Regions from separate parts of the Mus musculus genome. Here all the other regions are linked to region 2. A link is a contact called in public Micro-C and promoter capture Hi-C data. All regions are on one chromosome and are shown on one strand. Each heading gives the region's core, a stretch centred on a gene start, on an enhancer-like site or on the middle of the called end of the contact. The rest is flanking DNA. Distances are from core to core; before and after follow the strand shown.

Region 1 (3,128 bases), core at 97-2,596, 90 kb after region 2:
GTGAGGAGGCTCAGCAGTGAAGGTATCTGTATTTATAGCAACCTGAGTTTGATCCCTAGAATCTAGGTAAAGGTGAGAGGAGGGAATTTACACTAAGTTGTCCTCTGACTCCATGTGCATGGTATGGTGTATATATGTGCACACGCAGCACTAATAATAATAGATAAACTTTATTTGAAAAGAACCCACTTCTCTCTTTGGATGCCTGCAATCTGGGGAAATATGTGTACTCTGCTGTGATTTTGTACATACCTTGTTCCTATGATGCTAGACTCCCAGGCTCTGAGTTCATGAAGGCTCACTCAAAACTCAATTCTAAAGTTCTTTTGTGTGTGTGTGTGTGTGTGTGTGTGTGTGTGTGTGTGTTTAGCTTCCCTGTCAGTAGCTGCAGAAGTGCCCACTCTTTCCTGAGGCATATTTGACCAGGTCACTCCACACTGGGCTTTGGCTTCAGCTGCACTTGGTCTCTTATTCAAATGTTTAGCCATTCAGTGTCACTATGTGCCAGGCACTATGCTGGGGCTCAGGAGCAAACAATAAAGCAAAGCCTGGGGGCCCTTGGAGGTCACTATCTAGTTAGAGGCAGCTTCATGCAGACAGCGCAGGTATACTACATGGAACGTGTACATATTACATGAAGAAGGGCAAGCTGGGCGAGGAAAGACAAGAGCTGAGAGGTCTGAGCTAACCTTGTACCTGGCAAGGCAGGGGTAGCCTCCACGCACAAGGCAGTGAGTACTCCTCCCCCATGTCACTGCTGTAGCACCAGTGCTTAGGCTGTGGACGGTCCCATATACCTTTCTAGAAGGGACAACTGTGCCAACAGCAGCACCCAGCAGCTCCCTCTGGAGGCTGGCGACATCACCTTGGCAACACTGTGACAAGAGACACTCTGCTTTGGCTCTTCCAGATTTAGGAGGCTTGAGGGCACATTCCATGGAGGTTGTTTCTGTCCTCAGAGTTGTGCCAGTACAAGAAGGACCCTGGGTACACGGATCTCTGTTCTGCAGATCACTCAGCTGACAGCTGCTCTATACTTACACTGCCATGGTGCCACCTCATGCAACCATTTTAAAGACTCTCACTACTATTTTGGGGCATCAAAAATACTTTAAACACATACATGAAGTGTCAGACAAAATTGCACCTAAGAAAGAGAGTGATTATTCCTTTCCAATGTGACCCTCATAAGATACCATACATTCCATTTTCTAGGGGAGGTTAGAAAAACAACTGTCACTTTCAACACATCAGTGACTGAAGCTTTGTTATTAGCTCCACTGCTCTCTTGACAGTGCACATAAGGAATAAGTTATTCTTCGATCAGTCTAGACCACGTGACCCTGCAGAGGCTGGCTTCCAAGAGAGGTGTGAAGACTGCAGCCAGGAGCCCAGTGCACATGGGTCCAATCCTAGTATTTTTTAAGTACTGGCCATATACCTCATTCTAGAAGGAGGGGCCAGAAAGAAGGTTAAATAGAGCATGGCAGGAAGTACCTCACAAAAGTTCTAGGACAATCAAGCAATTCTAAATAACTTACCTATTATCTGACTTAATCTATATGGCAGTAATCAAACAAAAAGAATACCCTTTTTCTGGTGTTCTTTTTTGGTGCTCTGGATCCAACCCATCGTTCCTTCTCCTCATGTGAAAGACACCCTTTTTTCTTCACATTAGAAGTCACAGCCACAGACCTCTCATCTCACTGTAGAAGCAGAGCTCCCTCCTATAACCCGTCTTCTACTTATTTGGTCTAATGCAGATGGCAATAGCATTCACAGAGCTACAAGGCAGGGACTGAAGGCAGCACTTGCCCTGCCCTGCCCTGCCCTGCTCTGCCCTTCGGGTAGTCTTCCTATCAATATGGTAGTTGAGATGCCAGAGTGATACCCTGGGAACAAAACCCAGGGAAGAGGTCTGAGGATCTAATCGAGGAGCTGACCCTGTGTGTACTCACAACATTCATTGTAGCAGAGGTCTGTGCTGCAGGAGCTGGGCACACACCCTGCTCATTCCAGTGTCCTTGGCTAACCACTGGCCCAGAGTCAAGTATCTTGCTCTTGCCCACAGTCTATGACAGAGCAAGGGCAAGGTTCACATGCATTTCTGATGTAAGTGTTCAGCCTGCAGACCATTCAGAGAGCCTGGGGAGAGCTGAGCACGTCTGGGAAAATGCTACTCAATTTCTCCAAGTTTTATTTTACCCTCTATAAAATGTGATTATTAATCTCACTTTTTCCTCTTGTCTGTATAGTAACTTATGAAGATAAATTATGGCCAGTAGAATTATAAAGCAGTTTGAACTCCTTGGAAGCAAGAAACTCTATTAGTCCCTGGTATTTTATAATCACTGATATTATAAGGTGTACTCAAATTGAACTGCAGTGAAGAAGTCTGTTCCCACAAATATATGCAGATTGAAAGTAACCTCGATATGGCTGGGGCAGAAGCAATCAAAATGTAAAATTGTATTTCAGATGGGTTGTTAAATCTTATGTTTCTATTGCAATACTAAGGAGACTTGGCAATGCTGCCATGAGTTCTGAGCCACTGCTGAGACTGGTGGCCTGGAATGGAGGCATGGGACTCCATCAAAGCCACATAGGGCCCAAAAAATAGCAACAGAAATCTGAAGGAGAAGGCAAATCTGAGAGGAACGAGAGCTCATGTAGAAAACAGCCTTCAGGGTAAAGACTAGAGAACACCTTAGGGTACCACTCAGGATGAATATTCTTGGATCACAGGTAAGGCTGCCAGGAGAACTGTCCAGCATCCGTAGAAATGAGTTCAAACTGTGTCCAGGAAGTCACAGGGCGGCCCAACTGGGGATTTAAACAGTGATGCAGGCCTGGGTAGTCTCAGGCCAACCAGGGATTTAGTTTTGAAAAAGATACAACTTCTTCAGCAAACCAGGTAGGGGAGGAACTGATTTGTCTTTGATTAAGGGGATGAGTAGAAGGTAAGAGGAACCCATGGGTGAGGGTCTAAGATCTAAACACTGGCAGATATCCACCTGGACCTCCCGTTATGTGAGTTTATAAGGAGCCATGCCTGGAACCAACTCAACTGCTGGAAACCTTGAACTTTGGCCTCACTCTCCAGCTCTAATGAGCTGAAGAACCATCAC
Region 2 (3,409 bases), core at 640-3,139:
ATTCACATTCCACCTCCTTCTAACACAACTCCTGCATCACCACCACCACCATCACCACCACCACCATCATCACCATCATCACCACCATCACCACCACCATCACCACCATGACCACCATCACCGTCACTATCACTATCATCATCTACACAGGGTCTTTAGCTCTGACTGCCCTTGAACTTACTATGTAATCAAGGATAACCTTGAATAACACCCAATTAATAAGGTTTCAGGGGTAGAACCCAGGGCTTTGTGCATACTAGGTATTTTAGTTACTTTTCTATTGCTGTGAAAACACATCATGACCAGCACAACCTATAGAAGAAAGAGTTTATAGGGATCTTACAATTCCAGGGAGTTAGAATCCAGGGCCATCACAGCAAAAAGCATGGCAGTAGCCAGGCGGGTCTGGTGCTAGAGTAGTAGCTGAGAGCTCACATCACATCCACAAGCAAACACACACACACACACACACACACACACACACACACACATGGGGTGTGGGAGCACGCACTGAGAATTACCCACACTGGAGGCTGAGACTATGGTAGATTCCTAGAGGTCAGAGAAGAGGTTAGGAAAGGTCACAGAGGGCATCTGACCTACAAGATGCCTCACATCTCCATGACAACCACAAATCTGCCACGGCTGCTTCAGGAACTCCCTTGGCCCTTTTGATTGGTTATTTCTTGAGACAGGACCTCGCTATACATTTCAGTTTGGCCTCAGTCTATGTAGCCCACCCAGGCAGACCTCGAACTCTCAATTCTTCTGCTTTGTGTCCCAAGCAGTTGGATGACTGGCTTGGGCTCCCAGGCCCATCTGTGCCCTAGGCTTCCTGAAGTCCATTCTCAGCTGGCTGGGACATGTGACAAGTTCCTGCAGCTTAGCTAGGCTGTGATGACACATGAGTGTCATCCGGCACTTGGGAGGAAGAGGCAGGGGGACAGTTGCTGGAGGCTAGCCTGGTCTACTGCGAGCCCCAGGCCAGCCAGAGTTATAAGTGAGATTCAGTCTCAAAACTCTCAGAAGAGAGGCAGAGGGAATGACTCCGTAGGCAAAGTGCTTGTGGCACAGGCCTAAGGACTAAGTTCAGATCCCCAGTGCTCAAGTAAAAAGTTGCATTGGTGTTGAGCAGCTAACCCAGCAGTGGGAAGTGGGAGGTGGGGTGGGGAGACAGACCTATCCGTAAAGCAGGTTGACCAGCTCACTTTAGTTGAATTGGTGGGCCCCAAGTTGAATGAGGGAACCTGGCTCAAGAAAAAAAAAAAAAAAGATGGTATCAAGTGTGGAGGTGTATGACTTTAATCTCAGCACTTGAGGGGAAGAGGCAGGCTAGAGTCAGAGGCCATCCAGGTCTATATAGCAAGTTCTAGGGCTGCATAGTGATATCCTATATTTAAAAATAAAAAGAAAAGTGGAGAGTGAATATACCCAATGAAGACCTCCGGCTTCTATGTGCAAACGTTAACAGTCACACAGAGACAAAATGTGGAGAAAAGTCCCTGAACCGCAATAGATGGTCAGTATGGCTCTCTGGTTGCAGTGCTGCTTGGCCCTGTCCCCTTGGACCATGGCAGCGCTGAGTCGGGGATGCGGTGGGGGTGGGGGTGACAAGTCCCAGCCCCCATCCTTGTTCTCTGCCTCCAAGGCACCCCAGGAGCAGCCTTCCCAGGTCCTTGTCTTGGGAAACTCCCCCCACTTTAGAAGATGCCCAGCAGCTGACTCTGGAGGAGGAGCACCTTGGCTCACAGCTGCGAGGGAGCCGGTGGCGGGGCCAGTGGCCTGGGCTGTCTTTCCTCCCCGCAACCCCGCCCCGCGGTCGCGGCTCCCTCGCAGCCCGGGCTCCTCCCCCGCGCGGGGCTCGGCGCGCAGGCTGCGGCGCGCACGGCGGGGACCTGAGCGTCTCCGGCGCGGGAGCCGGGCTCAGCCCCGGCTTGCGGACGTCGCGGTCCCGGAGTACCGAGCCGGCCTGGGCGGCCCGCGGGGCGCGCGCAGCGCGGAGTGCGCGTGGGGCCGGGCTCTGCTGCCCGGTGCAGGAGCGCGCGCGCGTCGCGGCATGGAGCCGGCCCGGGAGCCCCCCGCGCGCGCCCGCCCGCCGCCCCCCGCAGCTCGTCCCGCGCCCGCTGCGCCCAGGCCGCGCTCTCCAGCGGAGGCAGAGGCCCGTGGCCCAGAGGGGCTGCTGAGGCGATCCGGGTCAGGCTACGAGGGCAGCACCAGCTGGAAGGCGGCCTTGGAGGGTAAGCGCTCAGCCTTCCATCCCCGGTCCCTGAGTCAAGACCCAGGAAATGGCCAGTCACCTTGACAGCTCGCAGAGGAATGGATCAGGGGGATTCGTTAGTATCAGGGGAGGCAGATGTCACTATGGGAGGGGAAAGGGGTCCCTGGGGACCACCTCAGGTCATTGTTTTGACAAATCTTTGCTGCCAAATCCCTCTTTGACCTTGGAGCAAGCTTTATGCTCCAAACCTTAGTTGGGTCCGAAAGTGAAGCACCTTCGTGGCAGCCTGAATCTCTAGTAGAGAAAACATTTAGTGCCTCATAAAAGCAAAAGCTTTGATTCCCTGCACCTTGGGGGCGCCCTGCTAGTGATGGGGTTGATGGAGAGGAAACCCCAGAGGACTTTCCTAACCATTCTGGGATGCCACCAATTCCTTCTTGTTATACTGGCTCAGGGAGTGACCTCAGGCTATCTAGAAGACACTGAGCGAAGAGACTTCATTCAGTTCACAAACTGTTTTAGGAAACTTGGGTTGGCGTCCAGTGAGTGGTGAGTGTTGCTCGGGAGATGCAGGAGTTGGACACAGGGAGGGTCAGCTTCCAGGTACTTCTCACGCTTCTACCTAGTAGGAACTGGATAGCGTTAACTAGGGGCTGAGTCAGAGGAGGGCATCTCAGAGTAGGACATCTTTTGGGGGTGTGGAACAGACAGGAGAGGGTGCACTAGGTCAAGGAATGACGACAGGAGGTGGCTGGAATTAGCCAGTTCCTTGTGGATAACTGAACCCTAGGGTGCTGGGTGCTGATGAGGGCATGAGAAAAGAGGGATGGAGGGGGAGAGAGAATATGAGCAAGAGATCTGAGAGACCACCCAGGCCAGGCTACAGAAGTTTGTTGTTGTTTTGTTTGTTTGAAGGTGCTGCCGAGGGGTTAAGTCAGCAGATCTCCATGGGGAGGACCTGCTGTGGAAGGCTGCGTAGTGAGGAAGGTGGGTGGTGGCCTGGAAGGGACAAGGCCACCTGTGCCCAGATAGGCGATGGGGCAGCAGAGCATGAAGAACCTTTGGCTGAAGTCTGTGTGCCAGGGCCAGGCACTGCCTGTGGAGGGCTGTGCAGACTCTAAGGAAGTCTAATAGTGGGTAGGAACCATGGAGGTGAGGACACAGTTTCCCCGGATGCAAGGTATTACAAAG
Region 3 (3,301 bases), core at 158-2,657, 110 kb before region 2:
TGGGCTTCAAGCACTTCACTGGGTAATATTTGTGTCTTGAACCAGAAGGCTGAGGAATTTGGAGAGAGGGTAATGTTAAAAATTGGGAAGAAGCTGGGTGTGGTGGCGCACGCCTTTAATCCCAGCACTTGGGAGGCAGAGGCAGGTGGATTTCTGAGTTCGAGGCCAGCCTGGTCTACAGAGTGAGTTCCAGGCTACACAGAGAAACCCTGTCTCGAAAAAACCAAAAGTTGGGAAGAAAAAGTGGAGAGAGACGACATGTAATTAAAAAAACAAACAAAAACCCAAACAACAACTAAACAGTTTTATGCTAAGTTGGCAGCTCAGTTTGTCTTTTGTGTCAGGGTGATGCCTAACTTCTGCAGAGGTGAAAAATGTCTCCATTCCTAACCTATGCTGAGTCTCCGGTATTCTCACTTTTTAAGGCTATTTTTCTCATAACATTGACACCCTGTCTCAAAAACAGTACTCTGAATAATTGTGTTTTTTTTTTTTTTTGGCAAGTTGCTGACTAGATAACGTAATTTGCATCGGCTCAGTGCCTAGTTAAACCTTGGAATTGTGATGATTCTTTCATATGATTTTAATATGAAGCTGGCGCTAGTTTGAAGTTTTAGTTCCTCAATGCATGGGCAATTATAATGAAACGGCAAAAAATATCCATAATTTCCCAGTTATTATCTAAAGTTGCGACGTTTCAGCTTAAAAGACTCGCCAGTTTTTTTTTCCTTTTCGAAAACCGGTAAGCAGCCGTGGCCTAAGTATTTCCCGTTGGCTCACTCTGGCCTCAGCCCCACCAGCCTTGAGATTAAGAAATCAACTACGGTTGGAAGGTCGCAGTCAGCAGGGCGTGGGAGTGCAGGGCGACAGTCAGCCAAGAACCCCACGGAAACGCTGCTCTGCATTATGGCCTGTCCCAAGCTCTCACTTTGCCCAGCTCCGAATTCAGACTAGCAGCTTCCAGCTGTCCTAAACGTAGCAGAAGGGGTCGGGAGGCCTGATTTCCACTGTGTTGATTTCGCGGTTTGTTTGCTTTTTCTTTTTCCTGAACCTGACATGTCCCGAACTCGGGCACTGATGAGGGGCAGTGGCCTGAGGATAAGGTTAGGTGTCCTCCGCTCGGGCTCGGGGCTCCCACGGGCTTGCGATTCCGCCAGCATCCGTCGGGAAAGCACTAACCCTGAGAACTTCTGTCGCACTACTTACTGCGACTCGCTCTAAGCTCGGCACTGGCTAATTTGCGGCTGGACGCCAGGGCGGCAAACAGCAAAGGCCTAAGTGACCTGCTGCTTAGACGCCCGGGGCCGAAGAGGCTTCGGAGTAGGCTAAAAAAAAAAAAAAAAAAAAAAAAAAAAAGAGCATCATTCTCGCGAGACTCAGCCTCCGAGAGGGGCGGGGTGAGCAGACGTGAACGCGCTCGGGAGCCGTTAGGGTGGGACCCTTCGTAGGAGGGGCAGGGCGGAGCGCAGCGACGTGGATGGCGATTGGCCGAACCCCCACGGGAAACGACTAGGCGCGAGCTGCGTGCGCGCTCCCGTCGCGGCGGCTGCGAGCCGCGTCAGAGCTCGCTTGCTGGGGGGGGGGGTTGACGGCTTCTGGCGGGTGTTGGTGTCGGGAGGAGGCGAGAGTCGGCTTAGCCTGTGTCGCGTCTGTCTCAGGAACCGGACGGAGAGTGAGGGCACCAGGGCTCACTCTCTAGGGGGGCTGCCATTTTCCGCGTTCACGCCGTCGTGAGGAGCGCAGCCCGGACTCTCCACGACCCCTCCGACTCCCTACTCGCGGGCCTCGAGGCCGCGGCGGCCACCGAGACAGCGCCGCACCTCCCCCACCCCTTCCCCTCGTCCCCCGCCCGCCAGGGCCCGGCCGGTGCCCCACCCCCGCCTGCCTGCCCGCCCGACCGCCCGCCCGCTACGCCGCCGCCATGTCGGCGCAGGCCCAGATGCGCGCTATGCTGGACCAGTTAATGGGCACCTCTCGGGACGGTAAGTCGCTGCCAGAGCCCTGGGGGTGGGGGAGGGGCCGTGCCTGGGGAGGGGGAGGCCTCCGAGGGAGCACTTGGGCGCGCGCGTGCGGCCGAGTAAGGGGTTCCCAGATTGGTAGCGCGAGGTCCCCCCCGTCTCTCTTCCAGTCCAATCAGGGCTTGGCAGGCGGTCTTGGGGGCGGTGACCGTGCGGATTGGCGGGAACTGCTGCCAATGCGGCGAGGCGGGGCCTGGGAGCAGAAAGGGGAGTTTGTGCCTTTTGCTGTTGACTTGGCGGGGTTGGGAGAGCCCAAGTCTGTCTTGGAGTAGTGGGGCGGTCAGTTTGACTATTGATCAGGGACCGGCGGGGCGCTCAGGTCTCCACCCCCAGCTCCAGCTCCTTTCCTCTGGGCTTTCGGATCACCCCTCGCCGCCGTCCTCTAGAGTGTGGAGAGAAACATCCCCTCCCTCCCTGGTCTTAACGAAACCACTACTAACCCCCAGTTCCAGGGACGCTTCGTCGAGCCCTTACAGAATCAACTTTTTTTTTTCGTGTGTGTGGAAAATCTGACCCAAACCATGGTTTCTTAAAGTGGGTGTGTTTGGCCCCATTTTGTAGAAGTGTTTAGGCCTATTTTTTTTTCCCACCGAGAGACCTCCATTTTGTTAGACCACGTATTAGAGACTTCAGTAAATATTGGCAAATTTTACCTGTGCTGAAAACAGAATCATTTTGGATATTTGATGCCCACTGAATTAGAATTGAAGGAAAGGGCTTTTAAAAATACAGTTAGATTAGAATCCTTAGAAAGAGTTATTTACGTGTTTGTTTCTAAAAATGATGAAATGTTGCTTTTGGGGGATAATTAACAATGTACTTTCAAATTAAAGTTCAGCACTTTCTTAAAAAAAAAAAAAAACAAGTCCAAATCCTGACTTGTAAAAACTCGTTTAGGCAAGTTTTTTAGCGATTTAAATGCTTTTTTTTTTTTTTTTTTTTTTTTTTTGGACAAGTTTGGCTTACAAGAAAAGACGTACATAAATTTAGCTTAATTGTAAATCCTGTTGAATTTTCTTGAGTTCTTTGCGGAAAATATGGGAGAAGATAGAACCTATTTCAAATCTTTTTTAGCAATACTTAATACAGCTTTCAGTGTAAGGTTAAGTCCTAATAAAAACCCACTGGAAATTTTTCTTAAAGATAGATACAGGTGGATAACAGATTTATTGTATAGAGAGGAGGGAAAAAATGGAAAGAAAATAAGATTTATTTGTGAGTAGTAAGTAATCCCTTGAAAGTTAAGTAATTAAAAACACCACTGGAATAACCTAACCTTTCAT

What was found. Promoter capture Hi-C pulls out the DNA fragments that hold promoters and counts their contacts. A called contact is a pair of places that touch in the nucleus more often than the background predicts.
Region 1: a promoter capture Hi-C map of the C10 cell line shows a contact between it and region 2, with 2.4 times the contacts expected there. The contact joins the enhancer-like site here to the promoter of Clec2l in region 2. A contact is called at or near these places in 2 of 39 promoter capture datasets (the C10 cell line and pre-B cells), 4 of 484 Hi-C or Micro-C datasets (B cells, centrocytes and frontal cortex), 1 of 115 datasets of contacts at active chromatin or transcription factors (embryonic stem cells) and 3 of 9 other capture datasets (embryonic stem cells, liver and pancreatic islet).
Region 3: a Micro-C map of embryonic stem cells shows a contact between it and region 2, with 2.7 times the contacts expected there. The contact joins the promoter of Luc7l2 here to the promoter of Clec2l in region 2. A contact is called at or near these places in 2 of 39 promoter capture datasets (cranial neural crest and liver), 1 of 484 Hi-C or Micro-C datasets (embryonic stem cells), 1 of 115 datasets of contacts at active chromatin or transcription factors (effector CD8 T cells) and 2 of 9 other capture datasets (liver and pancreatic islet).

The regions. Positions count from the first base shown.
Region 1 is chr6:38,751,880-38,755,007 of GRCm38.p6, forward strand. All of the region lies in intron 2 of Hipk2 (homeodomain interacting protein kinase 2), which reads right to left. The region is part of intron 2 of 4930502C15Rik (a long non-coding RNA gene); the gene reads left to right. Among named protein-coding and RNA genes, the nearest start is that of 4930502C15Rik, 16 kb to the left of the region's middle. Within about 2 kb of position 1,347, at least 70 of the 459 cell types and tissues checked have an H3K27ac peak or open chromatin away from gene starts, as enhancers often do. A contact at or near this core is called in liver, where this site is marked.
Region 2 is chr6:38,661,180-38,664,588 of GRCm38.p6, forward strand. Clec2l (C-type lectin domain family 2, member L) reads left to right here and starts at 1,890. Exons shown (of 5, transcript NM_001101507.1): 1 at 1,890-2,237. The coding sequence starts at 2,057. RefSeq lists an enhancer at 2,822-3,409.
Region 3 is chr6:38,549,927-38,553,227 of GRCm38.p6, forward strand. Luc7l2 (LUC7-like 2 (S. cerevisiae)) reads left to right here and starts at 1,408. Exons shown (of 10, transcript NM_138680.3): 1 at 1,408-1,982. The coding sequence starts at 1,922.